Regions from separate parts of the Mus musculus genome. Here region 2 is linked to region 1. Evidence: chromatin contacts called from public promoter capture Hi-C data. All regions are on one chromosome and are shown on one strand. Each heading gives the region's core, a stretch centred on a gene start, on an enhancer-like site or on the middle of the called end of the contact. The rest is flanking DNA. Distances are from core to core; before and after follow the strand shown. Region 1 holds the start of 4930564D02Rik (RIKEN cDNA 4930564D02 gene). Region 2 holds the start of Pifo (primary cilia formation).

What was found. Promoter capture Hi-C pulls out the DNA fragments that hold promoters and counts their contacts.
Region 2: a contact with region 1 is called in a promoter capture Hi-C map of embryonic stem cells, with 3 times the contacts expected there. The contact joins the promoter of Pifo here to the promoter of 4930564D02Rik in region 1.

The regions. Positions count from the first base shown.
Region 1 is chr3:105,065,459-105,068,205 of GRCm38.p6, forward strand. 4930564D02Rik (RIKEN cDNA 4930564D02 gene) reads left to right here and starts at 1,386. Exons shown (of 5, transcript NM_029228.1): 1 at 1,386-1,427.
Region 2 is chr3:106,000,093-106,002,839 of GRCm38.p6, forward strand. It overlaps Pifo (primary cilia formation), which reads right to left and starts at 1,405. Exons shown (of 6, transcript NM_029604.3): 1 at 1,235-1,405; 2 at 1,006-1,151; 3 at 280-378. The coding sequence starts at 1,295.

The sequences.
Region 1 (2,747 bases), core at 136-2,635:
TATAAACTTGCACGTGTATTTTTCCTCAACAAACTGTACATTTTTCATTTTTGAGTTTTATGTCTTTATTTTTATGTGTATGGGTGTTGAGCCTACGTGTATGTCTGCGCACTACATGTGGGTCTGGTACCATTGGCAACCAGGAGAGGGCACCAGATCCTGAAGGCTGGAGTTAGAGATCGTTGTGAGCTGCCACCTGGGTGCTGGGAGCGGAACCTGGGTTCTTTAGAAGTCCTGCCAGCTCTCTTAACCACTGAGCCCACACACTCTAGCCCACACACTGTACACTGTTTTGTAACCTGACTTTTGGCTACTGTGCGGGTTCTTTTTTCTTCCATCCTTTTCCTCCCCTTTCCACTTGTTTACTTCTTCCCTTGAAACCCTCTAACACTAGGTAGGAGAGATAAGAGGATAGAGGGGAAAGGGGGTGATTCCTGCTGATCAGGGGCATCGAGGTCCTTGGGGCAAGTTTGATCCTTGCCATTAGGATATCTAATTTCTTCTTTTTGTCTCTTTGCACACAACTGCTTGACAAACTGCAACCAACATCATCAAACTACCAACTAGCCAATCAGCAGCCTCTTCTATAGGGGTCCAAGCATTTATATATTCTCTGAAAAGTCCCCAAAATTCCAAACGTCACACAGCTGTAGAAACTGTCTGCAGCTGGCAGAACCACAGCCCTGCTAGAGCACGAGGCAAACCATTGTCAGCGGCTGTGGACAAGCTGAAGCAACCCCATGCCCCACACTGGGATTAAAATGAAAGCACATTCTTATACGATTTCTGTATTTTTAAAGAAACCAAAATTCTCACTGCATTTCCCCCTTTCTGTTTTAAGCCTTAAATCGTGCTGTTCTTATATTCCTGTGTGTTTTTTTTTTTAAAGAAACCCAGATTCTCACTGTTCTTTCCTGACATTCCTGCTCTCTCTGATAATATATATTTCACTAAGAGGTGTTAGCAATGACCATGCCCATGGCTGGATGCTATGCTGTCTTAAGTTTCCACCAAACAGCTTAGTCATTATCTTTCAATTGAGCCTGATACAAGTTTTCTGAACACGAACTGAAAGCAGTCAGCCCTCCTCCCCCAGTATATAACACAAATAGCCTTTGGTCCAATTCCTCATAGTCTTTCTTCCTCTCTGAAACCTTGTAAGTGCCGTCTTTTCTGTCTGCCTTCCTGTGGGCATTCTGGTCTTCCCAGTGCCAACCATAGCAGCTCACTAAGTCCTGCTGACAGCATCCTAGAGTGTCTCTAGGACACAATCCCAAACTTTCCCACGATCCTGTCGTAAACCACTTCTGACGGCCTATGAACCACGTGACCAGAGTTGTCACAGCAACAGCCCCACCCTACGGCACTGGTTTCCGACGTTGGTTACTTTTCTCAAGGATGGGTCGATGCAATACCTGAGAAACAACGTAAGGGGGGGGGGGGAGGGCATTTAAGAAATTTTAAAGTTTTTATGTGTTTTTTTACATGTATGTATGAATGTATGTATGTATGTATGTATAACACATGAATGCTTGGTACCTGTGGAGGTCAGAAGAGGGCATCAGAGACCCTGGAATTGGAGTTATCGGCAGTTGTGAGGTACGGTGTGGCTGCTGGGAATCAAATCCAGGTCTTCTGGGACAGCAGCCAATGCTCCTAACCACTGAGCCATCTCTCCAGCTCCCTTTCTTGTTTCATATATATTCAGAATGCTTCCCCAGCCCACAGTATGGCACTGCCCACGTCTTAGGTGTATATTCCTTTCTTAGTTAAGCCCTCTGAGAAATACTCAGACACACCCAGAGATGGTACCAAATCCAGACAGGTTGACGGTGAAGATTAACCATCAGACCTACCACAGTGCAAGAACACTGAACTATGTTCAATGCCTCAGTTCAAATCCTGGTTCAGACACTGACTGTCTGGGTAGCCTTGGGCAAGCTCCTAAAGACATCTCCATCTGTTGGTTCTGTTATTTTAAAAAGTATTTCTTAGCTCATGGGATTGCTTTGGACATTAAGTAGGTTTGTCCTTACAATCTTGGAATAAAGTAACTGCTACATGAATAAAATAGCTTATTTTACCTGGTGACCAACATGAATACTTCTGAAGGTGGAAGGATGCTGTTATCAATATGGCAGGAGAACAGGTGTGAGCCAGGCTGCCCTTGGAACAGAGGGGCATTTGGTCACACACATATAAAGGATCGTTAGGTAAATAAGTGTCTTCATATGTGTTGGTCTTAGTCCCTATTTTCCTTGAGCGATTAGCAGTAAACTCTTCCGACCGTAAAAACCTGTGTATTTATTGTTAGGGATAAAAGAGAAAGAAAGAAAGAACTGGGCAGGAAAGTCCAGTGGATTGGAGTACAGGGGCCAGACAGGAACAGAATGAAGACACACACTTAGGTGCTGGGTGGAGGGAAAGCGGGAAGTCTTCCCACATCCCACAGAGGCAGGGCGGCCAGTGTGTTTGACAGTGGAAGGCAGGGGCCTGCTTCTGCATGGTTGAGGTTCAGGGCTCCTCGAGGCCTCACCTGGAAAGAATTCCCTGGGAATTCTGTGCTGATCCTGTTTGCCATGCCGTTGCTGTCTGCTTCCTGGGTTCCTGGGTTTGCTGCTTTCCCTCAAACTGTTCAGAACCATGCGGTTCCATTTGCTCCCCCAACAGGAAGTGGTTTTTCATTACTTTCAAATAGTTGCTTTTATGAGCCGGGATAAACACCTGGTGGGCAGAAGTTTTATCAC
Region 2 (2,747 bases), core at 155-2,654, 930 kb after region 1:
AAAAAGAAAGATAAGATTTCCCCCCACATAATTAGACTTGAAATCTAGCCAGACACATATACCACAAAGTAAAAAAGTTGGAATTTATCCTTTAACTGACAAGATAACGTGATGTATGTAGGTTCTCAATTTCAACTTTTGGTTATTAAAACCTTGCTTTGGATCCATTTCTTTAGTGAAGGGCTTTTCTCCCTGCTTCCCAATCATCTACCTGTGTTAATGTCTCAACATAAATTTATGTTGCCACATGATCCACCCAGAACAATCCCAGAACATTACCTTGCTGATTGGCTTAAACCTCACAGCTGTCCTGGCTCCAATAGCATAGCCTTTCGTACTGGTTGGGACTTTCGATAGATTATATGCCAAACCATTCCACTTCCAGTGGAAGGAAGAGAACGAAGGCGGGGTGGGGTGGGGGGTGGGGTGGGCGTGGGGTTGGGGTGGTGGTGGTGCGGTGGTGGGGTGGGGTGGAGAAAGAAGAAAAGCATCAGAATTAGTAACACAATCCTAGAACGGCCTTCAAAGTGGAGTGAATACAGAATGTGTAAACTTCTCTGCAAGACATGGCCTTCCCCCACCTTGTCTTGGTTCTTTTATAGTCAAAAGCATAGAGTTCAACAAATGACACAAGTGACTTTGCAAAGAGGTGTGGCTGGACAGACAAACACATGAATTTCTGTGTATCCCAATGGCTTCAGTCTTTAGAGCTGTCAACAACTGAATTTACTTTTATGGAAGAGTCAGCCTGAAGATTGTACTGACTGACAGCTCAAGAGGGCGCTGGAAGTGAAGACAGGGAAGGGATTATATGAAGACAAGCTTGCGTTTAGTGGGGGATGGAAAGTGGCGAACTATCGTAGTTTACACATAGGCTCTACAGCTTGTCTCATATTGGGACCCAGAAATTAAAGTTACACATAGAGCAGTTTTTCTCCCAGAACACCTATGCATCCTGCTGTAGACAGGAAACTGAGTCCCACCCAAGGGGAAGTGAATACTTACATCTGTTGCTGCTGCATAACACCCAGGGCCTGTGTGGGGCATTCCCCTAAGAGGGAGATACAGGTTCCCCAGCCAGGTTGGGGGATGGTAGTGAGGAAAGAGTTTCCTCGCTTGACGTGTTCCAAAGGAGTAATTATTCACCTTCCCTAAAGATCAAGAGAAGAAACTCCAGGTGAGCACGTGGGTGGAGGGAAGCATGGGGCAAGGGGACCGTGCTGCCAACTCTTACATTGTAAAGCAGGTGTAACTCCACGGAGCGGAGGAGCAACCGGTATTTCCTCCGTGTTCATCTCTCCTGCTCTTCTTACCCTTCTTCTGCTGTCTGCTCTGTAAATCTCTGCTACTCTCCTTACCTATTCTGCTGAAGCACATCCTGCAGGGTGCTAGGATTAGCTCTGTGTACTACGTTGCCAAGGGAACGGAACCGCGGAGAGCTCTGAGCGCGCCTGCGCAGCAGGTTGCTCAGGACACAGGTCAAGTTACATCTAAGCTTTGAGGCTCTTAACTCTAGAGGGTGGCACCAGCTAGGCACCAGGTGGAAGGGCTACATGGGTGAGTGTGTGGAAAACTTCTTTGGAAAAGTCCACGAAGAATACACTGCTGTAAAGGTAGGTCTATGGGGCTCAGATCACCCTAGGTCTGGACTCCGGGGACCAGAAAAGGAGAAAACTCTGTGCTGACAAGTGAGGAAGATTGTGCCTCTGAACGATGCCTGGAGCAGAGGACTGTGGGGCAGGTGGGTGTTGAGATTGCGCTGACAGCAAGGACCCCATCAGGTCCATTTTAGATCCGTTTTTCTTTTTCCTCAAGTCTGAGATCGTGTGTGTGTGTGTGTGTGTGTGTGTGTGTGTGTGTGTGTGTGTGTGTGTAGGGGTGCAGGGGTAGGAGAGCGCAGGAACGTGTGGGTAGGAGGCTTTCAAAAGCTAATGGCTCTCAGTGGAACACTAAGAGTGCATTTGCATTGTTGAAGAGCTTAATAATTTAACATTTTTGTAAGTCTCAGTATCCTCATAATTCTACTGACAGGTTTGCTGAGTGTTTTAAGGCTGTGGAAGCAAAACCACACAGTGTGTACTTCCTAGCAGTTGTCAACGTAAAAGGTTTTCATCACATAGATAACAGCCAACTAACCTTTGAGCTTTTTCATACTACTGAGAGAAAGAACATCAGAATGTTTGTTATTAAACTTTGTCCTGTGCAGAAACAAGAACTTTTCTCCCCTGTGTTTTAGGGTAGCTTTACGACTTGTCCAGGTATAGGAGGTAACAAGACACACTGTCTGGCCCATGCTGCTGTGTGTCTTCCTTCCTCCCTCCCTCCCTCCCTCCCTCCCTCCCTCCCTCCCTCCCTTCCTCCCTCCCCCCCCCTCTCTCCTTCCTTCCTTAGATTATTTTTTAGATTTTTTTATTAGATATTTTCTTTATTTACATCTAACCCTTTACTAGTTTTCCCTCTGAAAATCCCCTATCCCTTCCCTCCTCCCCTGCTCCCCAATCTACTCACTCCCATTCCTGGCCCTGGCATTCCCCTATACTGGGGTATAGAACCTTCACAGGACCAAAGGCCTCTCCTCCTATTGATGGCCAACTGGTCCATTCTCTGCTACATATGCAGCTAGAGCCACGAGTCCCACCATGTGTTTTCTTTGGTTGGTGGTTTAGTCCCTGGGAGCTCTGGGGGTACTGGTTGGTTCATATTGTTGTTCCTCCTATGGGACTGCAAACCCCTTCAGCTCCTTGGGT